Regions from separate parts of the Mus musculus genome. Here all the other regions are linked to region 1. A link is a contact called in public HiCAR-type and HiChIP or PLAC-seq data. All regions are on one chromosome and are shown on one strand. Each heading gives the region's core, a stretch centred on a gene start, on an enhancer-like site or on the middle of the called end of the contact. The rest is flanking DNA. Distances are from core to core; before and after follow the strand shown. Region 1 has its middle 12 kb from the start of Gm27162. Region 2 overlaps Fli1 (Friend leukemia integration 1). Region 3 overlaps Fli1 (Friend leukemia integration 1). Region 4 holds the start of Fli1 (Friend leukemia integration 1). Region 5 has its middle 21 kb from the start of Fli1. Region 6 overlaps Ets1 (E26 avian leukemia oncogene 1, 5' domain).

Region 1 (4,667 bases), core at 1,592-4,091:
TCTGGGTCTGTGGCTACACAGTGGCAGGGGTCCGAGTCTCTATTTGTGACTTATATTACCACTAGAGAACATGGAGATATCCCTGGTTGAGGCAGCTACCAGGGACCATGTGGGTGCCCAGGGGCTGTGCAGAATTGGCCCTTCCCCTGTGGCACTCTGAAGACCTGGCCCCATCATGGTAGCACTCAGGAGAGTTGGTCCTGCACCTCACCTGTACAGTACAGAGATTCTGGCCCTGGTAGCAATGGTGTGGGTGAGCTAGCCCCAAGGGCGTGAGTGTAGGTGAGAGAGCTGATCCTACCACTTGTCTGTCATGGACTGGCATAGGCTCAGAGATAATCCCCCAAACCCCCTACTCTTCATCATCTTCAGCAGTTTGGAAAGCTGCCCACAGGGTCATGAGCATGAGAGAGCTAGCCCTGCCCCTCACAAGCTGCAGCACTGGAGAAAGCCAGTCCTGTGCCTCACTCAGGAAGCACAGTAGAGCAGGCCCTAGTGGAAGGATGTTGGATGTGCTGGTTCCAAGGGCGAGAACATGGGAGAGTTGGCCTTCCCACTCACTAGATGTGAAGTGGCCTGTGGTAGAGGGTAGTAGGGGAAGCCCTCAGCCCCATTGCTCTTCTCTACCTGAGGCAGTCAAGAGAGTTGGGCCTGAGGGCAGGAGAGCGGGAGAGCTGACCCTGTCTCCTGAAGATGGTGGCATTGGGTGGTGGAACCAGAGCAGTGCTAGAGAGCTCACCCTGGTGATTCACATAAGGGAGAGCTCAGCTACCTCCTAGGCCCAGACACAAGGCTCTGAGTTGGTCCAACAAAATCTCTATCATCTGCAAAAGGTTGGAATGCATAAAAGGGCCTGTCCTGCTAATCCAAGGCTGCAGTATCCCCCATGATCCAGGGCAACAACAGGGTAATGGAGTGGAGGACAGGTAAGGATCCAATTCTGATGGTGTCACAGAAGCCAGAGATTTCAAACCCGACCAATGACTCACTGCAATGGACATTTGCAAGTGAAGATGTATGGACAGAGAAATATACTGTGGGACACACTGTGACACACTGCAGCTTCCGCAATGGGGTCTTTTCTATGCTTTGTTTTGTTTTGTTTTGTTTTTATTGGGGGGGGGAGGGTTGCAGGGTGAATGGCGGATATGAGGGAAGAGGGAGATGAGCAGAACTGGAGTGCATGATGGGAAACTCACAAAGACCCAATGAAAACCTTTTTAAAAAAAAAAAAAAGGACAGAAAAGAAAAGAAAAGCAATTCAGTTCCTTGCAACTTCAGCTCAATAGTTTTGTTTTCTCCTCAACTACTGCCCCGCCCTCACCTATGAGAGCCTCTGGCATATTGAACAAGGAAGACATTCGCCACCCATACTGCAACCTGACGTCCTAAAACTTCGATCCTCACCGTCTTTCATTCATACTTTCTTCACACTTAAAACCATCTTCAGAGCCATAGTTCAGAGTCTTTCTTCATTGTACATAGCATGCACCCATTTGTTTGTTTGTTTGTTTGTTTATCGGTTCTGTTTTCTTGGGTCATGAGCATGTAAGACAGGCACTTTACATACTTAGCCATCTTCCCAGCCCACCACCCATGCCTTTGTTTTCTGTGGCTGCCAAGGCAAACAAGCCTATACATCCTGGAAAATCAGCACTAGAATGGTCCACCTTCAAGAATTAAATCATTTGATGTATACAGGCTGAGTAGGTGGGGTTGGGGGGGGTGAGCATTCCAGACTCCCCACCAGGGGTTGCTAGACATCAGATAAGTTCTGAAGAGAAATATGTGAAAATGGTAAATGAGAACAGAAAGACAGTCAAAGAAGAGACTGTTACCCTGGCAAGGCAAGCAGCCCTTCAGCAAAAGACCTCATAATGAACCATTGTGAGCTTAGCTGCAGTGTTTGTGAATGGAATGCTTTCTGTTGAATGAATGACTGCTGTTCCATAATTCACAAAGTCTGACTCAAAACAGCCCGGGAGGTATGAGCATGTCTTCAGTGTGCACCACACACGTTTCCCCTCTTATCACCCACAGTCACTTTGGTTTACTCTGTAGCTCAGACGTTAGTAAGCCACAGCCAGGTTATAGAAGAAATCCAGTCATTTATAACCAAACCAGATAACTGGAGGACTGAGCCCTCCTGACCACTGAAGATCCCTTCAATCAGGGTTCCTTTCCGTCAGCGAAATCTCAGGGCACTCGGTCTAGAAAAGTTAATTTGCATTTTTTTTCTCCAGTTTCCTTCTTGAAGCAGGCTCATCAAATTCATAAGGAAATATGATAAAACAGCCAATGATTTCAACTTGCAAAGACAGACACACTGCTCTGAGCTGCTAGCAGTATGTGGCTGTGTCTCTTACGTTTGCAAAGTCTCATGCTGCTCGCCACTGTGCCCACAAGCCCCTCCTCGGAATTTGTCCTCTCCAAAAGCAGCAGAATTGCTGACCCTAATTCTGAGACAAGATGCACAGTACACAGTGTTCCCTAACAGTGCGCATGCAGATTCTCTTCAGGGACTAGACTTAATGTAAACAGAGATATCCAGAAGTTACATTATAGCCTCATTCTTGAGATAAACTTCTGTTTAATCGCTGATCCTTCCCGGAATAAGAAAAAAAAGATGCAAATAAATTGTTTTACTATTCTTAAACTAATACTTAATCTTCATTTTCTTCCCATGCTGGGAACTCTGTCACAAAAGAGAGAGCGGAGAGCAGAGAGGAATTTAGGAACAAAGCGAAGAAAAACACTTTTTGTCCTGGTTCCCAACCAGTCTCCCAAGCCTGGATTTAGACATGTCTTCTCAATCGCGACGCTAGAGGGAGTCAAACCCAGGAATCTGAAATGATCTCCGGGGTTGAACAGCAAGGGCGGCTGTTACACCTTTCTCTTTAAACGAATGCTCCTTAGCTCAACTGCCCCAGAAAAACGCCCAATCTGGAGTGCCGTGCCTTGCTTACTCTGAGGTTACTATTTCTAAAAATAGTTTTCTGAAAAATCTCTCTAGTGGGCTGGGAAGCACGCAAGTGGAGTGTGGGACCCGGAAGTGCACGGTTCGGCTTCGGCAGGACCCTGCAGGCTGAGGGTGGGACTACAGAGCTAGCCAAGAGCAGCAAAAGGGGTCGTGCCCTAGACTGAGAGTGTGTATTGGGGTTTAAATAGGCTATTCTCACTAGTCCTTGAGGAAGCAAAGTATTGGCTGGGGGCTGGGAGCTGGGAGCCCCAGAAGTGAACACCATGTATCAGGTGGCTGTGATTCCAAGATTGCCCCCACTGCCCCACCGCACACAAACCACACAGAGCACTACACCTCTGCGAAGGGTCCAGTAGAAGCAGCCTCTAAATGATGTCATGGCAGATGAACGAGGTTTTACACACCTCCGCTGGTCTTCCAACCATTTAGTGTTTCAAGCGAGGCATGGGAGTTAGAGAGAATGCCAGATATGGTCCAAGATGGGAGGAGACAGATAAATCCAAGTTTGGGAACTCTATCCATTTTCTCTCTTCCGTCTCTGGTCACATTTGTAATTCCTAGGAGAATATTACCACTTATTTTTGAGCCACTTTCATTTTTGTTTGTATTTGCTCTAAAAAATCCCCTTAAGACCAAAAGCAAAGAACTTCTCTAGTGTTCTGTCCCTTTGGGGTATGTGTGTATGGGGGTGGGAAGTATTTTGAGCATTCTTTTTTGGATATCCCTAACCTGTACAAAGCAGGGACCTAGCCTTGTCTCCAGCTTTCTTCTGTCACCAGCTTAATGTTCCTCAACATCTTGAAGCCTGGAGGAGGATGTGGAGGGAGGTTCAACTTTAGCATTTAAGTCTTGGGTACAGGGCAGTTACACAAAACTCAAGAAGCCCAACTCGTTGCCTGAAACACAGACTCTAGGTTAGACCCAGAGCTATTCCGTCCTCTAGCAAACCTCCCAAGAAAGATATCGGAGGACAAGCCTGGTCTATTTCCTTGATCAATTCATGAGAGAATTTGGTCCGTGTAGATTCTGGGAGAGCCCACTGTCTGAACTTTCAGAATTATTGCTAAAAATGAATGTAGCCTGAGCAAGCCTTTATGCTAGGAATGTCAGTCTTGTCTATATACATCTTCTGAGGTTTGGTACCAGCTCAGTAACTGACTGCAAACAATGTAGTGAACTTTTCCAATCACACTCACCACCACCACCATCATCAAACAAGACTATCAGAGAAAATAATCTATCAGTCCCTTTTTGGTTTAAAAGTTCCATGGTTTCTGTCTCTCTCCAGAAATTTTTGAATTTTTCTATCTTCTGACCTAAAAGTCAGAAGAGAGAAGTCTAATTGCAAATACAAGCAAGCCCGAGGTGCTTAGCTGTATCGTGCAGGAGGAAGACATTTTAGAAGGAAACAAGTCTCATTTATTCTGCCTGATATGGTTATCTCTAAGGCTGGTGCCAATGCAAGCAAGATGAGGGTACAGAGGGAGGGGAGGGAGACACATTTCCAAATGTCAAATGTTTATCGAGGGCTTTGAACTCTGACAATCAAGGCTTCCGGTACCTTTGGTCTTTAGGTTTTTGAAGAGAAAGACGAGGCCAAATGAGAAGGAGAAAGTTGAAAATGTTCCTACATTATCATGTAGGTCTGAGGCAAAGATCGGGCCCATGATACCCAACTTACTTGCAA
Region 2 (4,667 bases), core at 1,531-4,030, 470 kb after region 1:
TACTGGATTTAGGAAGCCAAAGCCCGTAGGATTGGGACTGGAATTGAGGCTTAGGCATCCTCTCTGGGAGGCTTAACTGAAAGTGAGTCATGAGGGAAACTAGTCCAGAGAGGCAAGAGGAAGCAGGGAGGGGGCTGCTGCCGCTGCTGTAAGGGAGTTCCTCCTTGCAGCTGTCTCAGAGCTGCCCTCTAGAACCCTCAGCCCTGCCACGCTTCCATCCCATGAACTAAAACCAGGAAGTGGGACCTTGGCCATCCCTGCAGGGTTCTAGGGTTAGGGGAGCTCAGAGAACCTGAGCCTTGAGCCCTCCATGCAGAATGATGCTTATACCATGATTCCGGTCAGTCCATTCTCAGCAGAGTGTAGTTTATCAAACACTTGTATCTAGTCTTGTATCACTGCTCCCTACTAATCTAGAAGGCCAATATTCTCAACCTGTTACCGTATAGAAAGGAAGTCGAGAGAGGCTAAGCTGGCGCCAGCCCAGCCTTTCCGATTGCTTGGGCATCTTGCTGCCTCTCCCTCTCTGCCTGTGCGTCATGGTTCTGTACCACGATCCCATTCTGCCAGCACCCTCTGGTGATGAGGCCAGTTCAGAAAGGACTCCCAAGCTGCCTGCACCATCACAAGGTGTTCCTGATCCCTACTGAAAAATCTAGATGCTAATATTGGAGAGTCTATAGTCTTGATGTACCCTGTATCTAGTTATCATTGCCTGCCAAGCCCACAGTGTCTCTCCCAGCTGCCACAGAGACATCTGTGCTCCACTCTTCCCCTTCCCTGCCTGAGACCTATTCTCTCAACAGGCAACAGTGAAAGTCATCCATCCTTTCACAACAGTAACCTTCTTGCTCAAAAACCTTTAGCATCTCATGTCAGAATCTAAAGTCTTAGCTAAGTCCCAGATTCTCCCTGGCTCCTGCCTTCCTCTATGCCATCACACAAGACTCTAGCTGCTCCTGGAAACCATAGCACACCACTACCTTGGTTTATCTTCCCCAAGTCCCTTCTTTCTAAAACATTTCTTCTCCATTTATTCATACAACTCTCTCGGGTTTTTGCCCATATACCACCTCTTCAGAATCCCTGACACTCCCCGAATCTGAAAGAGCACCCTATCGCTCGCTCTCCCTGGTGGGTTATTCAAGTTGTCTTCTCCCTCACTAGAATATGGGCAGGGCTTTTGCTCACTGGGCAGGGTTCATGTGTTTCTTCAGGAAAAAGCTAAATGGGGGCACAGCAGAGCAGGCCAAAGTCAAGTTGCTTCTTCAAGGACATGCCATGTAGGTATGAGTTGAGTCTCCCTTACCTGAAACATTTGACATGTGTTTCAGGCTCTTTCAGATTTTAGCATGTTTGTTTGCACACAGTGTAACAGATATCTCAGTATGATAATGGCTGTTTTGTATGCACGTGTGCTCAGTGCCCAACAGTAAGACTATAGCCTGGTGCATTTGCATTGGGACTGTGGGCTCTCTTGTGCATCAGGTATGGAATTTTCCTTCTGTGGCCTCATGCTAGTACCCAAACCATATTTCAGATGGAGAATCCGAGGAACAGATGTCCATATGGGTGATCCCCAAGGTCACAATGCCCAGGCAGGACAGCCCAAGCTCTGCTGAGTTCACCCTGTACTTTTGAAGCATGGGTTCCCTTCTAACATATCTGTATCACTGAGCTACCTGTTCCCATCCCTGCCACCTGGGTACTGCTGGGCCCTCCAGGATGCTGTTTAAGAGCTAAGAGAATCCTTCAAGGAAAAAGACTCTGGATCCATTTCCAGGTCATGCCTAGCATTAGTCACCCAGACACTAGCTGGAAGAAGCCCGTGTAAGTATTCCCATAAGCTGGCTGAATATTTACCTGGCTTTGGGTGTACAGTCTCACCTACTGTGCTGAAGTAAAGATCTAGTGGAGTCTAGAGCCACCCAGGTAGGCATAGCCATGGTTTTCACCTAATCAATACCCTCAAAGCACGCACAATAAAGAGCCAGGATCAAAGACTTTCAGAAAGATGCTTTTATTTGGGATGAAACCATACCTAGCATTAACTTAGCATTATTTAACTATGTGAGAGAAATAACATGTAAAAACACCAGGCATGGTGGCATGCTCTGGTGATCCCAGCTGCTGAGGAGGCACACAGCTGGATCTCCTAGGCTCACTGGACAGACAGCCTGCTAGGCAAGCTGCAGATCTTATGCCACAAAAAGGTAAATGGTTTCTGAGAAACAAAACTCAAAGTTGTCCTTTGGTCTCCAGAGGTATGTACACCAGCATAGAACTGCATGCATATATTTATACACAAAATACAGAGACAGGCATAGAGACAGACAGGCAGACAGACAGACAGACAGACAGATTTAGAGAGACAGAGAAAAAAACAGGGGCAGAGACAGAGAAGCGGGTAAAGAGACAAAGAGGCAGAAGCAGAGGGCTAAAGAGGCAGAGAGAGAGAGAGAGAAGACAAATGAAATGAATACATAGATGTCAGTCTGTTTAAATTACTCATCCTGAACAGTGCAACTTTCTTATTTTCTGAGTAACACGGGACTTTGTTAGTTTTGTTAGTTGCATGATTTTAAGATACATATATACAATGTATTGGGATTCATAGATATATGCAGTGTATTGTGATTCTATTCGCCCATTACTCTCCCTTGCTTTCACTCCAAGACCCTTCTTTTACCAGCTCATCCCCCAGGCAGGAAACAACACTCCCCTCTGCAGCAACTAACAGTTAATATCTCCTTCAGATGGGGCAGTGTCTCATGAGCACTTCCTCTATCAGTGAAGGAAGTTGACGGGTTCAGTCTTCCACCAGTATCCATTGCTTCTGTGTCTCTGTGGTTGGAATGGCCATGTTTTATCTGTGGGTCAGCATTTTATGACACCCCTCCCCACTCCCAGCTCTTACATCACTTCATCTCTTCTTCTGCAGGGTTCTATAGGCTTAGGGTGTATATAATATAGATTTCCCAGTTAGGGCTGAGAGCTTATCGGTCACTTAGCCTCAGCATCTGATGAGGTATGAGTCTCGACACTATCTGTCACTCTCTGAAAGAAGCTTTCATGTTCTAGACTGAAAGGGATACTAGCCTATGGATATAAATATAAATATTCTGGAGACTTAGCAGCATGTCCATTTAGGGAAACAACAGCATTATGTTCTCATTGGGTCCAAGACTCCACCAGCCACAGGCTTTTTACCAGGTTTATGGTACCAGATGTGTATCTCCTCTCATGCAGTAGGCTTCCAATCACAGAGTGGCTGGCTACCCACCATATGGTCAAGCCACCGTTGTACCAGTGGATTTATAATGCCTGTCAAGTTGTATTGTGCAGCAAGCATGAGCACTGGTACACTTCCTCCTCTAGGAGCCTGCATAGAGCCTCTGGCACCACAAATGCCAGCCAGCAGGGAGAGGATTCCCAACTCAATCCCAACTATTTCTTTGTGTCTTGTGACCAAAATGTGTGTCATCTTCATCAATAGGGTCATACCTTCTATATCTGGTGGGTATCAAGAGTTGCATAGCATTTGATAATTTTCAGAAAGTCCAGTTATCATAACACAAAATGTAGAGGAGGGCCAATGGAGACGGTTCAGCAGAAGGTGCCTGACAGACACCATGCCTGACACCATGCCTGACGACCTCAGTTCTACCCCCACAGAGCCTACATGAAAGAATGAAAGAACCAACTTCTTCTAGTTGTCACCTGATTTCAATGCCCATGCCATGGCATGTACCCACGCATGTAGTTTGCTCAAGCACAGATGCACACAATACTATTTAAAATGTAGAGGAGGGTGTGTCAATGCTCCAAAGAAGAAAACAGAGCAGGGCAGACAACTTGGAAGTTCTTGGCTTATGGACCAGGTCTGTGGCACCCAGCACTCTGATGCAGTGGCCACTAACTAGCCCCATGTTGCTGAGCACTGGGACTGGAGCTACTCTATGAGTTAGATGTGCTATAATGTAATATGCACATTGGACCTAAAAGTCTTAGTATGATAAAATGTAAGATATCTTGGTGACTGTTGATTCTGCTGAAATAATAATCTTGTGGCTGTATTAAAATATTAATGCATTTATCATATTATCATATATAATATTTAATATATTTAATATGTATTTCTTATCAAAATATATTTAATATAATAATCAATAACATAATATATTGATATGTTATGTTAATGAATTTATTCAAATTCATTTCATCTTCTTAGATTTATTTATTTACTTATTTATTTATTGTGCGCCGGAGGAGTTCGGTGTGCAAATGTGTATGCGCTTCACGTGCATGCCTGATGCCTATAGAGGCCAGAAAAAGGCATCAGATAGATCCCCTGGAATGGAAGTTATGCATGGTTGAGAGTCACCATATGGCCCTCTGCAAGAACAAGAAGTGCTTTTAACTGCTGGGTAATAATATCTCTGGCTTCTCACTTTTTCAATTTTAAAAATACACCTACTAGTAAGGTGAAAGTGACCCTTGTGTCTCAAATATGTAACTCACAATCTACTTGGAGTGGACCGTGATGTAGCAGAACATTTCCGATTGCTCAGTGATTCACAGCACATCCCTACAAAGTTCTTTCAGAAGCATGGGTCTCTGGGTTCCTTCTTCACGCTTATTTACACTCCATAGATGTCCGTGTCTCT
Region 3 (4,667 bases), core at 1,098-3,597, 440 kb after region 1:
ACAGTAGTTCGCATTTCCTCCGTGGGGACCTTATCTGCTAGTACATTAAGACCCCAACCCAGCTCTGCCAAGAGACTGTTATGCTCTGCGGCTCAAAGAAAAAAATGTAGGAGAGGAGTTGATTAACTGAGACCGGAAAAGAGCTTTTTCTATGTATAAACAATGAGCCCATGTTCCTGGCAGGTCAGGTGTCCTGATCTCTCTCCCAGGTGGGAGGGAAGAACTGCTGGCCGCGCTCCTCTCACGGCCCTGAGTTTAGGAACAGGATTTCCTCTGCACATTGTCAGAGAGCAGATAAAAATCTTAATCTCAGGCACACACAGCCGCAGGCCTTGGGGCCTGCCACTGTGTGCTTAGCTTTCAGAAGTGAGAACGAACAATGGCTTTGGGACTCAGTATATAAGTGGGGAAGGCAAAGAAAGAGACCAGGGTGGAAGCTAGCGGGATATACAAACTTGCTGTGGAAGATGCAGGGCCATCCAGAGGGTCCAACCTGCACACAAGGCTCAGAAAATCCTGGGTCCTCTTTTACTGTTTTTGGCTTTCTTGTACCAGGTACAAAGCACACTGGATAGAGGTCTTTACCATTTTGTTTGTTTTCTTTGTGTGTGTGTGTCTGTGTATCTGTGTAGTGGATGCACACTTGTGCAGATGCACTCGTGTGTGTGTGTGTGTGTGTGTGTTTGTGTGTGTGTGTGTGTGTGTGTGTGTGTGTGTGTGTGTGTGTTGGAGGTTAGCTTTGGGAATCTTACCTTTATCATGCTCCACCTTGTGAGCCAAGGTCTCACACTGAACTTGAAGCTTGCCTGCTATCCAGCCCCACACAGGTAGTCACCACCACTGCTGGCTTTTATGTGGGCACTGGGGTTCTAAATGCATGTCCCCATGCTTTCACAGCAAGCACTTTACCCACTGAGCCATCTGCTTCTCACGACTGCCCCACACTTTTTCTTAAAGTGCTCAAATAGAGGCACTCGCCTCTGCGCTGCAAATCGGGCTCTTAGGAAGAGCTTGGCATCTCAGCAGAACTCAGAAGCTGGGAAAAGTTTCAGTCTTATCCTCCCAAATGTTTGTGCTAAGAGCTCGCTCGCTCACTTATTTTCCCAACATGCATCCTGTGCCTTTTCAGAGTAGGAGGAGATGAGAATTTTAGAAGTCTCATTTATTATGTGGTGCTGTATCAGAAAGTGCTCTGCACACAATTTTGCCATTGCCACACTTAACTGCAAAATATTCCTTATGGGAACATACAGCTTATCCCTATTGAAGGAGTTGGCCAACCAAGTTAGCATGAGAAATTTTAGGGTGTATACATGTTGAAATGCAGACCCATTCTCCACAGGATCCCTCCATCCCTAACTCCATTTTGATGAGCGTGCACTAAGCACTCGCTGTGTGGCACTGTGCTATCTAAATGGTCTCTACTTATAGCATCTCCTTTTATCCTCAATATCCCACAGTCCTTGGGAAAAAATTCTTAAGTTCTTCAGGTGAGCAGTATGCATATGCAGACTAAAGCTCCGATGCCCACCTACATGAGTCAGTCCCTCCTCAATCTCACCATCCCTAAGCCTTGTTCCTGAGCTCATTGAGTAGAGAGGAGGCCTGAGTAAAGAGCCAACAAGAGAAGCTGAAGCCCTCTGCCAATACAGAGGACCTGCAGCAGATTCCAGGCTCCCGGCTGATTCACTGGCTTTCACAGCAGCAAAGAAGGGCTCTGTACACAGCGTAGGCCGAACTCAGAGGACTCAGATTTTCCTTCTGATGGTGCCTTAGGAAACAAAGGAAGTCTAGGGTTTGGGGTCACTGAAATCTCATTCTATGGACTTTCTGCTGCCGATGCCTATGGTAGGATCTCAAAGCCGCCAAACCAAGGGACATATAGCGGCTACACCAGGAAGAGGTGCATGAATTATTTGCCAGTGCAATGCATCAAGAAGAAACAAAGAATCTAATTAGTGTTTTTGGGGGGAGGACCCAGTTCAGAGAATGAATGTTTTTTCCAGAGGTACTGTGTAAAGAGGCTCATCCTCAATTGTCCTATTGTCATTTCCCACCTACTATGAACCTCCGATGAATGTATCCAGAAACCCTTTCGAGAGGAAAGTGGACAAGCCCTGTCACATGAAAGTGAAGATGCCAAGAAGGTCCAATGTCCCTCTTCCTTCCCAAGGGGAGGAACTCATTCCACACGTGCTGCTCAGGGAAAGAGGCCCTTGGGGGAAAGGAGGATGCTGTGTCCTTTCCAACCTAAGAAGTTCATCATCGGTGCAAAACAGCACCTTTGGATAAACACAATGTGGCTATATATACCCCTTGCCATTTCCTGTTGCTCTTGTAGCTCACGCAGGCTCGAAAGTAGGGTTAGCCTGTGACCAGAAGCCACATGGTGACATGCATATTAGCCCGTGCCCTCTGCTTCCTGCACTGCTCGACACTGGAGCCAGACTAATGCTTGTGCTTCCCTGGAGGGGAGGGAATCCTGGGAGTCAGGAGGCTTGCAAGTCTGCCCATCCGTTCCTTGTGCGCAAACTGCCTGGCTACAGATAGATCCAGGAGAGGGCCAGCACGCATGCCTGAAGAGTCGTGAGAGTGTAAAGTTTCCACCGCAAAGCAAAGGTCAAGTCGGAAGGGGTAGCTAGCAAAGTGAGCAGCCTTCTCGATTTTGTATTAAAGGGGGCAGCCTCAAGAGACATCTCACATAGTGAAGTTATGTGAAAAACTGCCTGGTAAAATTGAAGTTCGTGGCTGTGTGCTAGAAATCCACCATTCGACAAATAGCAACTGTGTGTGTGTGTGTGTTTACTTCAGTATCTCTTCTCATCTTAGGATTTCAGAATGTTTCAGTAGACATCTCACAGTGTAGTTTTGGAGTAGAGAAGAGTGGGTGGCAGGTGGGACTTCCACTTACTGAGGAGTGAGAAGGAGACATGAACACAGAAGCTTGTCCAGAAACCTGTTGCAAGCCAGGAAACGGGCAAAGATAAACATCTCCAGGCCCTCCCGTCTCCTTCTTCTCAGCCAGCCACTAACACTTTATTCCCGACCTCCCTTCCTCTCACTCGGGAGGACTGAAATCTTGGGTAGAACAACACAGGTGCTTGGTTTTCCCAGAACTGAGGGTGGAATCCAGGACCTTGAGCATCCCAGGCAAGCACTCTCCCCCTGAGCTTTGTGCACAACCAGAACCATGCATTCTGAACAAGTTTTTCAGGAAATCCTCATGACCATATAGAATCATTGTCTGAATCACACCGGCACCTTTTTCGGTCAGTCAAGTGCTTGCCTTGCAAACATAAGGATATGGGGTCCGTATTCAGAGCCACCACAAGGACGTCAGGTATGGTGGCATGTAAGTGTGACACCAGTGTCAGTGGTGCTGAGACAGACAAATGCCTGGGACCCACAAGGTGAGAGATCCTGTCTCAAAAAAAAATGTGGACAGCATCTGAGAACTGACCATACAGACACTGTGTAGTTCATTTATAGGGTAAGTGGCTATGGAGGGCTGCCTGTTGCCTAGGCATGATTCCAGGGTAGGATCTGCCTTTACAGAGTTACATGTAATGGGAGAGAGACACATATATCACACACACACACACACACACACACACACACACACACACACACACACACACGCACACACACACTCATTTCTAAGTGTGATACGTATTGTGCACTCCAAGAAGGAGAAGCAGGCTGAGTGTAATTTAGGTCGGAGGTTTTAGAAAAGTCCCCCTGAAGACAAGATGTTCACACCCAGATCCGTAAGATGAAGGGACGCGTATGCTTCATTGCTTCCAGCACATAACCAAAGCAAATTGTGATTCTAAGAACTGGCTAGCTAGCAAAAAGGAAAATCCAGTGATCTCTTGAGTTTGTGGTGCCCCTTTTGGCAGATCACGCTTCCTATTTCTAATAGAGATTTATGACAGGAAAAGCGACTTAAAAATAAGACCTGGGAAGGTAGAATCCCTCAATGACTTGTCACGAGGGTTCTGAGAAACTGTGGTTTTGCTTCCAAATGTGACTGGGGGTATTTGAAGGAGCTTTATAAAAACGGGATGCTGTGAGAAAGTTGAATGAAGAGCTCTCTGTGGCTTAGGCTTTATCAGACTCCTGTCTCTGCTCAGGCATGTGCTCTTGTTGCTCAAGAGAAGATGGGTAGCCACACAGTCTCCAGCATTTTCTTAATCAGTTTGATTGTGAAAGAGTTTTTCCACCGAGCACCTACCACTAACCACAGGAGCTCTGAAATTCCTACCTGGACAAGTCATTTGGGAGCAAAAAGACCATTTATTCTTCTTTCCCTGGACCCAAGTGTCTACCACTTACTCTGGCATGTTCCAGAATTTTGCATTTGAAATCGATACCTTAGGTGACTTAGTGGCAGTCAACCTGGGGAACAGGCTTACAGAGGCGGCTGGGCAGTGCATCCACACTACATCTCAGGAGCTATGCATAGCTCTATCACTTGAGGGGTTTTGTTGTTGCTTGCTGGTTTGGGCCTGCCCTAGTTCCTCTGAATTTTTTTACCCTGAGTGAACATGGCCAAATTATTGATTCAGACTAGATGAAATAATAATAATAATAATAATAATAATAATAATAATAATAATAATAATAATATGCAAAGTGATTCAGATCTAAATTTACTGGGTGTCCCA
Region 4 (4,667 bases), core at 670-3,169, 400 kb after region 1:
GTCGTTTGAATGTCTGGGCTGAAAAGGAAACAATTTGGGGTTTGAAAGGATGTAATTCATTCTTCTTTCCCTTTAACCTCTTTCCTCTCTGGAAAGCATGTGGAAACGCTGAAGGGAAGAGCAAGAGGGCGGGCAGCCCGGCCGCAGGCAGGAAAGGGTTAAGCCTGATTTCTTTTAATTGAACTCCAGAACTGGTGGCCCCAGGCAAAGGGGGGGGACTGACCCCGCTAGCGGTAACCAGATGTGGCGGTCCCAGGGGAGCCCCGGAGCAGACCCCTGGATTGAGAAGCAGACAGGAGGAGGGGGAGTGGGCCCGGCCCCCACCCCACCCCCCACAGTAAACCGAGTCTCAATTGCTGGCAGGCTGCACCGCCACTCCAGGTCTGGTCACGTTCAGACCCGTGTCTGTATTCGAACCCCAAATTGGAGCTGAATTGATGAGACTAATTTGGAGAGGGGGAAGGGGGGAGGGAGGGAGGCGAGCGAGCGAGCGCAATTGCTCCTGAAGAAATAAAGAATTAATAAGTCACCTTCTTGCCGCCGTGGACACCCTCTTGATTTTTTTTTCCTTTCCAATTTATTCGGATCTGCTCTGGAATTTTTCCCCTCTTTTCCCGGGAGGACTCTTAAATAATAGTGAGAAAGTCCACAGCGTGGTCTGAAGAGCGTGGAAAAAGGTAACCTGTTTTCAAAGTCTGGGAGATGGGAGTCAGGCCGCCAGCGCCGATACCCCAGAGAAGCCTTAACAAGAGAGCTCCTGGGTCCAGCAGGGGAGGCGCGGGGGATAGCAGAAAGAACCGAGCCGGTAAAGCGGGCCACGCCGCTGGTTGGGAATGACAGTCCCTAGCTTGGACCCTTAGACTGCCCGTTCTCATCCAAGGTGGGGTCTCTGCTGAGCCGCGGCTCGCCGCGCTCCTGGGTCCTGCTGCGTAGTGTGGAGGGCAAGCTCGCCCTGGTGTCAGTTCCTTGGGGGCTGCGATGGTATTGAAGAACTTGGGCCGTCGGGTCCTGATAGGTGAGAGAATTTAACTCAAAAAGCCTAGGTTGTGGCTGGTCTACCTCCTTAGCGGGCTGTGGAGCCCGGAGTCGAGGCGCGCCAAAGCATGGGCATCTCTCTGCTAACAAAGCTTGAGGTATTGAGCCCTTGACAGGTCAGGTCCGCGGGACCCAGAATTCGCTTTGAGCCTATCCGGAGACCAGCGCTTAGATGCAAAAACTCTCTTCGGCTCCTCTCTTTCTTTCTTTCTTTCTTTCTTTCTTTCTTTCTTTCTTTCTTTCTTTCTTTCTTTCTTCCTTCCTTCCTTCCTTCCTTCCTTCCTTCCTTCCTTCCTTCCTTCCTTTTTAAAAATAGTAGGTTTGCCTTGATCTGCATCCGAATCTCCCCTGGCGGTCAGCATCGCCAGGTTATCCCCTGTTCTAACAAACTCTTCCGCCGTCTTCCTCCCATCCCCAAAAAAGTTTGACTCCGGCTGGAAAAAGCATTAATGAATGTATCTGTGGGAAGAAACGGAAAGTGAATGAGTCAGGAGGGCCACCTTCGGCCAAAGGCCCAAGGGAAAGGAAAGAGGCCAGAGGCGTTTGGCTTTGGATTTGGGGGGAAGGTGATGGGGGAGTTGCAGACTTCAGGAATCAGGGAGCGGATACTGGGCGTGGACCCCGTCATTGTTCCTGGCCAGCTCTTATCTCCCAGGAGCAAGTATCCTGTGTGCGCAGTGCATGAATGTAACTGGGCATCCCGCGTATATTTATATAGCGAGTGATGCGAAAAGCAGGGCGAGGAGAGGACGAGGGGGTGTGGGGGAGGGAAGACAAGAGAGAGCAGAGAGTGGAGAGGGCGAGATGAGAGAGAGAGAGAGAGAGAGAGAGAGAGAGAGAGAGAGAGAGAGAGAGAGAGAGATAGGACTTCCTCCCCGATCGCAAAGTGAAGTCACTTCCCAAAATTAGCTGAAAAAAAGTTTCATCCGGTTAACTGTCTCTTTTTCGATCCGCTACAACAACAAACGTGCACAGGGGAGCGAGGGCAGGGCGCTCGCAGGGGGCACTCAGAGAGGGCCCAGGGCGCCAAAGAGGCCGCGCCGGGCTAATCTGAAGGGGCTACGAGGTCAGGCTGTAACCGGGTCAATGTGTGGAATATTGGGGGGCTCGGCTGCAGACTTGGCCAAATGGACGGGACTATTAAGGTAAGCGGCTGGGCAGTGGGCGCGGGGAGAGGGCCGACCGGGGCGGCGGGAGGGCTGGGCGCCGGGGTCCCGGAAGACGTGGCCGCTCTCCCTTCCTTCCGCGCCCCGGCTTCGCGCGGTCTCCTCCGGGTGGCGAGTCCCCCATTCCGAGGAGGCCGGCCAGCCTTCCCGCCCAGGGCGATCTACCCCTCACTCCTTGCGCCACTGTGGAATCCCGCAGGCTCCCACTGTGCCGCCCGAAGGGGCTGCGAGACCCGGCAGCTGAAACCTGGGGACCCGGGGCGCGGAGCAGAGTCTCGGGCGGGAGATCGCCGGGTCGGTTCCCACCCGGCACCCAGACGACCTGGCCCCGGCGCCAGGCACTAGTCTGGCGGCCAGCTTCCTCACGCCAGAGGCCGAGATCTGCGCGGGCAGGAGCAGCGTTCGCCTCTGGCTGGGGTCCCCCGACCCTCCGAGCGAGTTGGAGGAGTAGTTGCGGGAGGGCAAGGGGTGCAAGGGAGGGTGTCTGAGGATCCGGCTGAGCCGGCGGGTCCAGATGGAAGACCCTGTTTACTTGTCAGCCAGACCGGTTTCTCTTCCCCCCTTCTCACTGCTGCTGCCCGGCAGTTGCGGACGCCGGCTGCCTGGAGCTAACGGGCCCGCCTCGCAGTTCCTCGGGTTAGGAATCTCCTTGCTCTCCGGCTCCTCAGTGCCTCAGATCCCGCACACTGTGCGTGCGCCTGCTTTAGAGCAAGGGATCCAGGAGCTGTCCTCTCAGTAAGAATTAAACTCCTTCAACAGCTGTCCCCCTGCGGTGGCTGGTTCAGAGTCTATGGCCTGGGGCTTGCCGATTGCACCCCCACCCCCACCCGCCACCCGCGCCGGCCCAGCTTGGGTCTAGGTTGCAAAGTGCAGACCAGCAGACCTGTGAGTCTGGGTTCCCTGTCACGCTTCAGAAAGGCCGAGTGCTCCCTCCGAAAGGGGGAAGTAGGGCCAGGAGCAGAGACGAGGGACACCCCCTAACGTGACTAGCCTAAGAGGACTTAGGAGAATGAATGAGAGCAGACGTTAGCTTCAAGGCTGCATATCAAGCAGGAATTGCTCTGGAAAAACTATCAGGCTGGTGAGGTGGGGACTGGCAGAGCCGCCATTCTCCAGAACCCAGAGGAATCCACTTCCCTCTCATGGCTTGATGAAGAGGAGGTGAAGGTGTTGTTGGCTTTAGAGAATTTAACAGATTTTTATCTTCTGGGTGGGGTCAGAGTGTTTTTATTTTCTAAGAGTCTCTTCTCTCTCTCTCTCTCTCTCTCTCTCTCTCTCTCTCTCTCTCTCTCTCCCTCCCTCCCTCCCTCCCTCCCTCCCTCCTTCTCTCTCCCTCCCTCCTTCTCTGAAACATGCTGACTTAGGTAAAAGGCACCAACTGAAGGAACTCAAAGACAGATGAGATAGCCGATTGTAATGGGGTTTTAACACAACCACCTAGCCACAGGTTTTTCAAACCTGACTTGAGAGTGTTCCTAAGGGGTGTGCTCTGGAGACCTGACAGTGCAGGTCCCTGGGCCCTGCTTCTCTGCTTCCTGTTGGTATGTTCCTGCAAGTGCCTACATCCCTCAGGTTCAGTAACCAGATGGTCCTTCGAAAATCTTCACACCCCCATTCAGAACACTATCTACTCACAACCCCCCCCCCCAAACTCCCCTAGGTCCTAAAGGGTGGTAATGTGGCTCCAGAGGCTTAATGTGGACACTCTGAGAAGAAGTGAAGCAATATCTGCGCAGTGTTCAGACCTCTAAGCACAGGCCCTGAGCTCTGGAGGAAGCTGTGGTCTGTGTACCCAGGATGTGTTAACCCCACACTGTGCACAATGGGATGGGCATGACAGGCCTCAAGGGCAACCTTAGACCAGGAGGCTGCCACTCCATACCAAAGATGGGGGTCAGGGCTCTTTTAGGGTCAATAACTAACAGGAGCTCATGAGCCCCCCCCCCAGACCTCCCAAGGAATACCTTGTTTCTCACCTGGGAGACTTAACTCCAAGGCTACCTATAGATCAATCGCTTTTCAAGCCATCTTCTGGATACCAAAGGTTCTGGAAGATTGAGTCTTTCGTGTATCCTTTAGCCTTTTAGCTATGTAGAAGCCATAGGTTCTTGTTTATATGTGACCTTCTGATTTGGGGGGTCCTAGACCCCACTTACATGATGGTTTAATGCCATGCTTGGTGTAGATACTGAAAGGCACTGAATTGGAAGGAATGTCAACCAACTTGTGATCTTATTATATGAATTTACAGCTATAGGACATCTTTGACCTTCATAATCTTCATAAAAATCCCATGGGACTACTTTACACTGGTGTCCCAGTTGCTTGTGTACTAAACCACTATCCTGCCCTACATGGACAAAGGTCAGAGGATACTATCAATCAAATGTAAATCTGTAGATACAGACCTAGAGCACTTAGCTCGCCAGTTTGAACAGCCTGGGACAATCAGCACTGAGTGATTCT
Region 5 (4,667 bases), core at 1,306-3,805, 380 kb after region 1:
AAAGGGAGAAAACATGGCCAAAGTGGCTAGTACGCTGCCTGTCATTGAATGAGCACTTCGTAATTTATAGTTAAAATTTCTAGTAACTCATTGTACCAGAAGGGGAGAGTGCTTCACCTTCAAATGATGAGGTACAGAGCAGGAAAAGCTGCCTTCTGCCAGGGCCAAACCCTTCTCCTAGCTGTTGCTATTAATCCTTATCCTCAAAGCTATGAGGTCTCAGAGTCACTAGAAAAGCCAACTTTCAACTCCCAGTCTCCATCCTATGAGCATAATAACCAAAACTTCTTTAAAAATGAGCATCCAGTTGCCAGATGTCTCTGACATCTGGCTAAACCTATAAAACTATTCTCTACCACCCTACCTCCTTCCTAACTCAGAGCAGGGGGGGGAGGAAATCTCTGAAATCTGTGTTGTAGTGAAATACGATCTTGACACAGTCACCCCTGTGGCTTTGTCCTTCTTTGTTGTATGTCTTGTCTCTCGACACTCAGAGGCGTCATGTGGCATTGAAGAATGTGACTTCTACCCCCGAAAGGTCTAATAGGAAAGAAGCTTTAAGACATTGTGTGATAGAAGCTTCAGCCCGAGCTCCTGGGCATCAGAAGAGGAAGCATAAACACTGGAGGGCACAGTGTGTGTGTGTGTGTGAGGGGGAAGGTGAGAAGACGCAGAAGGACAAAGTATGAAAACAGGCCTTGCCCTGTTAGTCAAGAGAATAGCCACAGGAATGAAGGTGTCCCGGGCAAGACCAGAGAGCTGCTGGGGCCTCAGCAATAGGGGTCCAGCTGAGAAGGTAAGGGGGAGAGGGAGGAGTCTTTTCAGCCACCTTTTACCTGCAGCTCACCACACTGGGCTGGAGAGCACCCAATCTAGTTAAGGTGTGTGTATCAACCCACCTCAGCTCGTTCGGGAGAGAGTTCTCCATCTTGTAAGCCTGTTCCTTCGCCAATAGAAAAACACCTGGCCAGCCTTCAGGATTTGGCTGAGTCCCAATTTGGGCCTCATCTTATGAATACTCCAGGACATTCCAAAGCTCCCTAGGTCAAGACAGTCTACACTATCCCTGATCAAGTAGTAGTGGGCTACAAAACAAAGTTCAATGATAGTCTTTGGCACATCTAAACTATGGTTTCTCAGCCTCAGCACCAGTGATGTTTGGGAATGCTCAGTTCTTAGCTGTTATGGGATATCCTTTGCATGAGAGGGCATGAGAGGAGAGCAGCAATCTTGGACTGCATTATCAGATGCTAACAGCGCATTGCCTCCTGGTGTGATGATAAAGACATAGCGGGGCAGAAGATCTTGGTCTAGACAGGTTAGAGAGCTTGCTTCTCACACAGAAGCTGTACCACCCCCAGAATCTGATATCAATTGTACACACACACACACACACACACACACACACACACACTCATGCATAAAAGCACACGCACACACACACACACACACTCATGCATAAAAGCACACACACACACTCATGCATAGAAGCACACACATGGGGGGGAGAGAGAAAAGAGACAGGAGAAAGAGGGGGAAAGAGAGGGGGAGGGAGAGAGAGAAAGAGAGAGAGAGACAGAGAGAGAGACACACAGAGAGAGACAGAGAGAGAGAAAGAGACAGAGAGAGAGAGAGAGAGAGAGATTTTAAACTATAAAGCAAGGATAGGGAGCTGGAGAGATGGCTCAGGCACTGAAGTATCTGCTGTGCAAGCATGAGGGACTGAGTTCATAGCCCCAGCCAGCACTCATTAAAAAGCCAGGCATAATGGAATGCCACTGTGATCCTGGTGCTGCCTGATGGGACAGACAGATCCCCAGAGTTCACTGGCCAGTCAGTCTAGCTGAACTGGTGAACCCCAGGTTCAGTGAGAAACCCTATCTTTAAAAAAAGTCAGAGAGCAATTGAGAAAGACACCTTGCACTGACTAACCACTGGCCTCCATGGGCACAGACACACAAACGTATGTACAACGGTACAATTTCACACACACACACAGTGAAGTTAGAAAGATGCTGACAGCTTGTCTTGTTTGTAAAAACTGCGATCCAGCAATTATTACAATCACTCCTGAGCCAAGTGTTTGTAGGAAGAGTGCACTTGCTCTGTGTAGGTTGCCAGATCGTACTTATGCCTGGAAAGAGGATAACACAGGAAGGAGGTGCACACCAGGCTGTAGAGAAGGATGGAAGGGGAACTCTGTCAGTGGACGGACAGCCTTCCAACCCTGTAAGTGTTTCAGACATGAGGCATATTGTTCCAGCTGAGGATGTTAGCAAGCCTTTGACTTGCTGAGTTGTGGGTGGTCTGACAGAACACTTACTAAGGAATTGAGGTCCACTGAGGATTCTGGGAGAATTGCAGGAACCATATTATATACCCCCCCCCCCCCAATGAGCAGTCCTGGAGAAATTGATCGAAAATAGCAGAAGCCACACTTCAGGGCAAAGGGAAGCAAAAGGCACGAGAACGGTAAGATGAAATGCCACACAGATGAATCCTGGTAAAACCGGCACTGTCCAAGCCAACCCCAGCCACGCCTCAGCAAGTCTTCTGTCATCTCATTGGCTCCATGTAACAGAAAGCACCTCTACACGCTCGGCTTGTCGTCTAACACATTTCGAGGAAGTTGGCTGGCCCTGTTTTTATGACAACTTCTCTTCTGAAACATCGTAAATCGCTAGCCCTTCCTCCAGGGTTGGATTTACTCTGTTTCCAGGGTTTAGCAGCAGCTGATCCTTGGCTACTACCTCATAATGGCCTGAAGATGTCTCCTGAGAGCAGAGCTGAAGAGCTGAGAAATCCCTGCTGGAAACAGGGAGTTTGCCTGTAGTCCACTTTCCCCATGCCTCCTGGTAAACGAAGGAGGGAGCCCAAAGATAAGCTCTTTTCCCATCGAGGAATATAAGAGATAGAAGCAACCCGTTCTGTCTCCTGATCATAGTCACCTCCCCTCCTAGGCTCCACAGAACAGTGTGGGACGCAGCAACTCCAAGAACTCCATGAACCTTCGGGGACCCCGCACCATGTTGCTCCTCCTCCTCCTCCTCCTCCTCCTCCTCCTCCTCCTCCTCCTCCTCCTCCTCCTGCTCCACATCCCTCGCCTTGTCAGGAATCTCCAAGCTCTCACCTGACTCACAGGTGATTCCGAGGATGCAATATCACTACACAGAAAGGACCAAGGTCCAACAAGGTTGATCTTGTCATGAAAATAAGTCACGTGCTACATCTCTCCCATATATATTCTTCCCAATGGCAGGCCAGCACCCATCTATTCAAGGGCACTCTCCCTCAATCGTCACGTCTGTATGTCTGTAGCTGCGGCCTAGAGAGACTCAAGACACCAGCTAAGCTTTTCACAAGCACAGTTCACAGAGCGAAGAGCAACAGCAAACCACAAAGAGCGTACAGGTCAGTGCAGCTCTCCCAGGCTCTCCTCGCCTCTGTGGGAAGGGCGTGCAGATCTTGGATTCTCCAGGTCCAGACTTAGGGAAGATGACCAACGGCCATCTAAGCAAGAGGCCGGGCCTAGCTCTACACATGTGCGCTCTAAGTTATGCGAACCCGAGCCTTCTGTTTCTGTTTATTTGTCTTGCCTTGTGTTGTTTTATTAACCAGAAACTTGAAAAGGAGGCCGTCTTTGTTGTGTTGCCATTTGGCAGAGGACAAGAGGCTACAGTAGCAAGCAGAGCCTAAACAATTTTTTTTTCTAAATCTGGATGAAAGTTCCCTCCAAAGAGAAAAACTATATCCGATTCCCTGTCTCCCACTGACCCTCGGAAGGACTCCCCACACCTTACCTTCAAAACACAGAACTCTAGCCAACGAAAACGGAAAAACACAAATTGTTGTACATAAAATGAAAGATCAGGGGTGCAGACAGGTCTGTGTCAACGGGGTATTTTTAGCCACTGGGGAATTTTTTTTCTTTCAAATCAAGTTTTAAGACATGACTTACTGCACATGGAACTGGGACTTGACCATCTACAACTATTTCTTCTCACTTTTGGCAGAATATCATATTTCCATTTAGAAGACTGTTACAACTGAGGATGGAGAGATGGAAAGATGACTTCATAATTGAGAGGTAGATGTGAATGACCAGATAGGACAGCCCATTAGCCAGCAGTGCCCTTAGGGCAAAGACACTGACTCCTATCCCTTCTGCTCCCATTTCTATGTACTGAGCCATTGGGTCCCTCCCCTAGGCCTTACACAGCATCCTCTGTTTGTGCATCACTTTGTCCTTCCCATTCCCAAGCTCAAAGCAAAAGACCTGAAGTGCCAAAAGAGCTTGCTGCAAGGCTCACAGCATTCCCAAGTCTTAACTGAAGGGTCTTTAGACAGAGGGTAGTAGTGGTGACAGATGGGTACTGGTCAGGACTCGGTCATCTCCCCCTCTGCCCTGTGCAAGGACAGGAGATGACTGCCATTCAATTTTCCCTCTACTTCCCTCAGCAGTTACGGGTGGCTAAGTCTCAACGATCAAGCTGTGGCAGTTAAAGGCAGGAAATGGAATTGGAGAAGACAGACTCAAACTCACCCACCATGGAAAGAGTGCAGGGTGCTTTGAGCTCTCCCAGGTCCCAAGGTCTCCAGCTGGATTTGTACCTGAGCGAATGTGCTCCAGTCAAATGGCCCAGTGTTTTCTAAACTGCCTCTGAGCC
Region 6 (4,667 bases), core at 936-3,435, 280 kb after region 1:
ACAAGCAAGGAGCAAGACATAAATACCAGAATATGAAGGTAGTCTATCTGACTTATTAACCCAATACATTCTAGACAGAATCATTTGATGGTGCTAAGTAGGACAGACTGGGCAGTAGAAGAAGGTGAAGAGGTGGGACAGTCAGTAAGAGTCCTATCAAGCTACATGGAGCTGAGGCAAGACCATAAATCTATACTACTGACCCAGGTATCATTTTTTATTTTCAAATTATTTAAATTAAACATTTATTTCCATAATAATTTTTAGCTGATTATGATTTTTAAAATTGCATCAAGATAAGTCTTCAGATTAATTGTGGAGTTTGGCTACCTACCTCACACGAAGCCTCATTAATCTGGCCTAATCCAGCTAGGAAGAAAGACATAGATTTGTGTCATCCCAGGGGTGAAGGTAGAAACAGAGGTGCAGCGTTCTAAAGGAAGGGTCAGCATGATTTCTTGAATGAGGCAAAGAAAGAAAAGAAATCCAAGATACATCGAGCGCTTGCTCTTGTACCGTGAAAATGCTGAGCTTCGGGGAATATGTAAGGAAGGGGAAAAACAATGTTGCTCTGGGCTGTGTTTAGACAGGGGGGTGGCAGAGCCACTCAGTAGAGCAGTCTCCAAGACAGGAAAGAGTGAAGTTAGAGCTGCTTACACAAAGACTCTAGTTTGAGCACAGATTCAGGGAGACCGGCAGGTAAAGCAAAAAGGGAAACCATAAAATATAGCTCTTTTGTCCTTTGTTTTTCTTGTCTCTATAAGAAAATGTCCAACAGAAACAACTCAAGGGTAGAAACTTTTTATTAGGCCTTGAAGTTTCACAAGGCCATAGTCTACCATATCAGGGATGGCAAAGTCAAACAGCTTGGTCTGAGGCACTGTAGTGCGCCACAGTGACTATAGCAGCTGATCAAGAACATAGAATGGAATAGGGATGTTCTAGCACTATTCTTAGTCACTTCTTGTGTCATCCAGGCCCCACCTCCTGAAGGCTCCATGGCTTTCAAAGTCATAACACAAGCTGGCCCACCAAGACTCTAAAACATGAGCCTGTGGGAGACAATTTAGATCCATAGGTCTGTAATGGTATGAGAAATGAGGGCATAAAAAAAAGAGGCAATAGGTAAACGTTATAGAAGAAAAATATAGTAATTGTATACAGTTGTGGTGGCCAACAGTGAGCTTAAACATGAGTAGTGGTTTCTAAGTGTCCACTAAGAAAGAATGGGAACAGGGAACCATGAATAATAGCCAAAGAATAATAGTTCTTGTAGTCTTTGCCATGTTCTATCATCCTTACTGTGAAGAACAATTCAGTGAGCATCTCTGCAGAGCAGCATAATGGGAGAGCATCCAGGAGCCTGTTACCTCAAAGTCCCACCTACATTAACTCTGGAATCCAGAAGACCAAAGACACAGCTTTATCACTACTTTGCTCTAAGGGTGGGCTAAATGTACTGGACATCTTCTCAGGGGACCAATCCACTCTTCTTACAATGAAAGGTCCCTGTCTGTGCTTCCTCTCTGCTTCATGCATCAGAGTCAGGTTCAGCTACTGTTCCTTCTAGCCTGCAGGCAGCTATGTCTCCAGAGCCACCATTTCCCCTCCCCTACTAGTCTTGCTACATCCCAAAGCCATTCTGTTTGTTCACAGTCCCCAAAGTCCCCCAGAATTGAAAAGAAAGAATAAGAGGATATTTTATAATACCAAATCAGAAACAGGTGGCCTCAGTGTATCTGTGTAAGTGTGGGAGCTTCTTCCAGTGCCTCTCCAGCTTTAGCCAAACAGCCTTCAGGTTGCAGGTGTTTGCTCAGTAACTGCCCCCTGCCTCTCCTTTCCCTGCGTCTGGATAGACACACTGCCTTTCCCTTGGTTGACTACTGAAGTCCAGGGTTTAGATTTAAGCCATAAACATAGATGGCCCAATAAACACTTCAAGATGTTTTTCAATCCAGAGTTACAGTAGAGTCAGCAGTGAGCAGGATGGACATTGTGATATGTCATCTAGGATAATTGGGTTATGTTCTGGGAATGTCAGACACTTGCATACTCTACCAGGAACACAGAGGCCTATAAAGCAGGATGCTTGTGTGTCAGCCCTGTTCTACCACCACAGAGCTGTATAACCTCTGGCCTGTCACTTGACCTCCCTAAGCTTTTGCTTCCGGAGGAGGAGAGCTTGATGATCTGCAAGTTCCTTGCCAACTCAAACTCTCCATTTTGCTGACCTGAACACATTCCTTCTCCTGACCTTGTAACTGGCAATCTTCAGATCAACTGCCCCTTGGGAGAGAAAAGCAAGTCCATTGGGCCAAAAGTTGTCAGAGTCAGAATGTGTGTTCATGGCAGTGTCCCTGTCACGTACTGAGCCTTCACACTGTGTCCTTATGCTTCCCAAAGGCACACTCAGTGTTTTCCTCCCATATAACCCACTATTCAGAAGGAAAAAGTGGGGCTTAGGCAGTTCCTGAGGTTGAGCAATTACTGAGTTCTCCTGCGGTGAAGATTATAAAATACTGCAATGCATAAGACATCCCACAGACTTCTAATAGATCCGGAAGTCTCTGGGTCTTACAAGATGCTGTGTAAGGCATCTTCCTTCTTCCTTTCTCGGACTGCCAAGCATGTCTATAGAATTCTTTGGGCAGTGCTAAGAAAGAATTCTTATCAGGCCGTGTTTGGCCTCAAAATAGTACAGGGACATAGAGCTGATTCCTGGACTTACTTTCTCTGTTGAGAATTGGGGAGGGAGGCACAGCCAATGTCTTCTGAGCTCTCCTGGGGGTGCCTGGGAAGGAGGGGGCACAAAATGGGGTGGTAATAGCCACCAGGAGAGGCAGGAACATACAAAATAGCAAAGTCCCAGGGGGCAATTTAATTTTAGACTCAAGGCCAGGAAATTCTTTTTAAAACAATGAGGAGTGATAGGCTTGGACCTTGGTGAAAGGGCAAGCTTGACCCTCTAAAGGCTCTGGGAAACAAAAAGAAGCAAGACAGAGGGCTGAGTGACAGAGGTGGTGTTCTTCGTGGGGAGCTGCTTTTGGCTTCCCTGCAGACCATAAGGCTTCCACTCACATCCGACGTTCACCGAGACCCAGTGCAACAGCGTGGGAATGGTGGAGTGTTAACAAGTCCCTGGAAGTCTGAAGACCTTACTGCCTTGTGGAGAGACATTTCTAGGTGAAATGGATATCAATTGTCAGCTTCGAATTCCTAGGGTCTCTCTGTTACCCCTCACTCAGCCAGAAGCCCTTAAACTTGTACCAGTACCCTCACGGGATGACAGTTTCAGGGACCCCATGGTGTGAGGAGTATGGTAATACTGATTTGCTATCTTGGGGTAGAATCCAGTCAGGAGAACATGGCAGCCAGGATAAATAACAGTTTTGCACTTTGCTCAGTGGTCTATGTAGAGAAATGTGGCTCTTTCTTAAGTCATGGGAAGCCAAGTTTTCATAAATAAGGTACATGAATAAAAGTTGGTTCTAAGTCTCCATATGCTACCAAATAGCTTTTTGAAAAATGAATAGGGCACACAACTTAAATCCTAGCACTCAGGAGGCAGAGGCAGGCCAATCTTTATGAGTCTGAGTCCTGTTTGGTCTACAAAGTGAATTCCAGATCCTACTTCAAAATAATAAATAAATAAAAACAAAATGAATACTGTAGTAAGGACTTGCTATGATTGAATACATTCCCACAATCTTTTGTTGTTGTCGTTGTTGTTGATGGTGGTGTTGTTTCCAAGACAGGGTTTCACAGTGTAGCCCTGGCTGTCCTGGAACTCTCGCTTTAGACCAGGCTGGCCTCGAACTCACAGAGATCCACCTTTCTCTACTCCCTGAGTATTGATATTAAAGGCTTGTGCCACCATTTCCCCAGGCCTATTTTTGAAATGTACTCACCAATATGATAACATTAAAAGTTGGGGCATCCAGGAGGTGAGAAAATCATTGTGTGGCAGCTCACAGATAATATAAGACCCTTGTAAGATAGCTTGAGGAAGTAGGTTCAGTCCTTCCCATCCTTCAGCCCTGAAAGGACAGAGCATTCATCTCCCTTAGAAGGCACAGCAATGAGGCGCCATCCTGGAAAGGGCCTCACAAGACCCAGAACCTATCAAGGCCTTGATCTTCTTAGCTTCCAGAGGAAGAATAACTTCTGTGTGGCAATAACTTTCTCTTTATAAGTTTCCTACTCTCATAAATTTAGTGATAGCAATAAAAATAGATTTAAAAGGAGATTAGGGTCACATTCTATGCTTTGCTGGTATTATGAAGTTGGGCAATTTATTTAACCATGTAGGGCCTTTGTGTTCTGATGTTGTAATATTCAACTTGTAGCCTGACTCTGAAATTATCTAGTTTGTACTGGCTGACCCTAACAGCTCAGAAATATCAAGTTACCTAAGATGGTAGAAAAATAGATGATTAAAAGACAGACAGATGGTGGACAGGTAGACAGACACACAGATAGATGATAGATAGATAGATAGATAGATAGATAGATGATAGATAGATAGATAGATAGATAGATAGATAGATAGATAGATAGATAGATGATAGATAGATGGGTAGATAGACAGACACACATATACATATGTAGTTACTCTATTAAACTTCCATACTTTCATAAGTGCCAACATTGCACCCAAGCAACAAGAG

What was found. HiCAR-type assays count read pairs that join an accessible place to other places. HiChIP or PLAC-seq counts read pairs in DNA pulled down with a chosen protein or histone mark.
Region 2: a contact with region 1 is called in an H3K27ac HiChIP or PLAC-seq map of large pre-B cells, with 6 times the contacts expected there. The contact joins two enhancer-like sites. A contact is called at or near these places in 1 of 15 datasets of contacts at CTCF or cohesin (large pre-B cells), 3 of 484 Hi-C or Micro-C datasets (B cells, CD4 T cells and LSK cells) and 5 of 115 datasets of contacts at active chromatin or transcription factors (CD8 T cells, T-cell acute lymphoblastic leukemia, double positive thymocytes and 2 more).
Region 3: an H3K27ac HiChIP or PLAC-seq map of double positive thymocytes shows a contact between it and region 1, with 6 times the contacts expected there. The contact joins two enhancer-like sites. A contact is called at or near these places in 11 of 484 Hi-C or Micro-C datasets (CD4 T cells, CD8 T cells, double positive thymocytes and 1 more), 8 of 115 datasets of contacts at active chromatin or transcription factors (T-cell acute lymphoblastic leukemia, acute myeloid leukemia, bone marrow-derived macrophages and 5 more) and 1 of 9 other capture datasets (embryonic stem cells).
Region 4: an H3K27ac HiChIP or PLAC-seq map of double positive thymocytes shows a contact between it and region 1, with 6 times the contacts expected there. The contact joins the promoter of Fli1 here to the enhancer-like site in region 1. A contact is called at or near these places in 7 of 39 promoter capture datasets (the C10 cell line, cranial neural crest, embryonic stem cells and 4 more), 2 of 484 Hi-C or Micro-C datasets (Th1 cells and regulatory T cells), 16 of 115 datasets of contacts at active chromatin or transcription factors (DN3 thymocytes, acute myeloid leukemia, astrocytes and 13 more) and 3 of 9 other capture datasets (adipose tissue, embryonic stem cells and liver).
Region 5: an H3K27ac HiChIP or PLAC-seq map of large pre-B cells shows a contact between it and region 1, with 4 times the contacts expected there. The contact joins two enhancer-like sites. A contact is called at or near these places in 1 of 484 Hi-C or Micro-C datasets (bone marrow-derived macrophages), 9 of 115 datasets of contacts at active chromatin or transcription factors (the 230-238 cell line, bone marrow-derived macrophages, craniofacial prominence and 6 more) and 1 of 9 other capture datasets (embryonic stem cells).
Region 6: a contact with region 1 is called in a HiCAR-type map of kidney, with 2.9 times the contacts expected there. The contact joins two enhancer-like sites. A contact is called at or near these places in 1 of 15 datasets of contacts at CTCF or cohesin (pro-B cells), 9 of 484 Hi-C or Micro-C datasets (cerebral cortex, embryonic fibroblasts, liver and 3 more), 17 of 115 datasets of contacts at active chromatin or transcription factors (acute myeloid leukemia, bone marrow-derived macrophages, craniofacial prominence and 14 more) and 1 of 9 other capture datasets (embryonic stem cells).

Annotation. Positions count from the first base shown.
Region 1 is chr9:32,938,910-32,943,576 of GRCm38.p6, reverse strand. No RefSeq gene overlaps it. Among named protein-coding and RNA genes, the nearest start is that of Gm27162, 12 kb to the right of the region's middle. Within about 2 kb of position 2,841, at least 264 of the 459 cell types and tissues checked have an H3K27ac peak or open chromatin away from gene starts, as enhancers often do. A contact at or near this core is called in CD8 T cells, DN3 thymocytes, Th1 cells and 13 more, where this site is marked.
Region 2 is chr9:32,470,689-32,475,355 of GRCm38.p6, reverse strand. The region is part of intron 2 of Fli1 (Friend leukemia integration 1); the gene reads left to right. Among named protein-coding and RNA genes, the nearest start is that of Gm22060, 26 kb to the right of the region's middle. Within about 2 kb of position 2,780, at least 14 of the 459 cell types and tissues checked have an H3K27ac peak or open chromatin away from gene starts, as enhancers often do.
Region 3 is chr9:32,501,946-32,506,612 of GRCm38.p6, reverse strand. All of the region lies in intron 1 of Fli1 (Friend leukemia integration 1), which reads left to right. Among named protein-coding and RNA genes, the nearest start is that of Fli1, 37 kb to the left of the region's middle. Within about 2 kb of position 2,347, at least 48 of the 459 cell types and tissues checked have an H3K27ac peak or open chromatin away from gene starts, as enhancers often do. A contact at or near this core is called in CD8 T cells, double positive thymocytes, regulatory T cells and 1 more, where this site is marked.
Region 4 is chr9:32,538,704-32,543,370 of GRCm38.p6, reverse strand. Fli1 (Friend leukemia integration 1) reads left to right here and starts at 1,919. Exons shown (of 9, transcript NM_008026.5): 1 at 1,919-2,180. The coding sequence starts at 2,163.
Region 5 is chr9:32,560,614-32,565,280 of GRCm38.p6, reverse strand. No RefSeq gene overlaps it. Among named protein-coding and RNA genes, the nearest start is that of Fli1, 21 kb to the right of the region's middle. Within about 2 kb of position 2,555, at least 72 of the 459 cell types and tissues checked have an H3K27ac peak or open chromatin away from gene starts, as enhancers often do.
Region 6 is chr9:32,654,884-32,659,550 of GRCm38.p6, reverse strand. All of the region lies in intron 2 of Ets1 (E26 avian leukemia oncogene 1, 5' domain), which reads right to left. Among named protein-coding and RNA genes, the nearest start is that of Ets1, 21 kb to the right of the region's middle. Within about 2 kb of position 2,185, at least 25 of the 459 cell types and tissues checked have an H3K27ac peak or open chromatin away from gene starts, as enhancers often do. A contact at or near this core is called in kidney and liver, where this site is marked.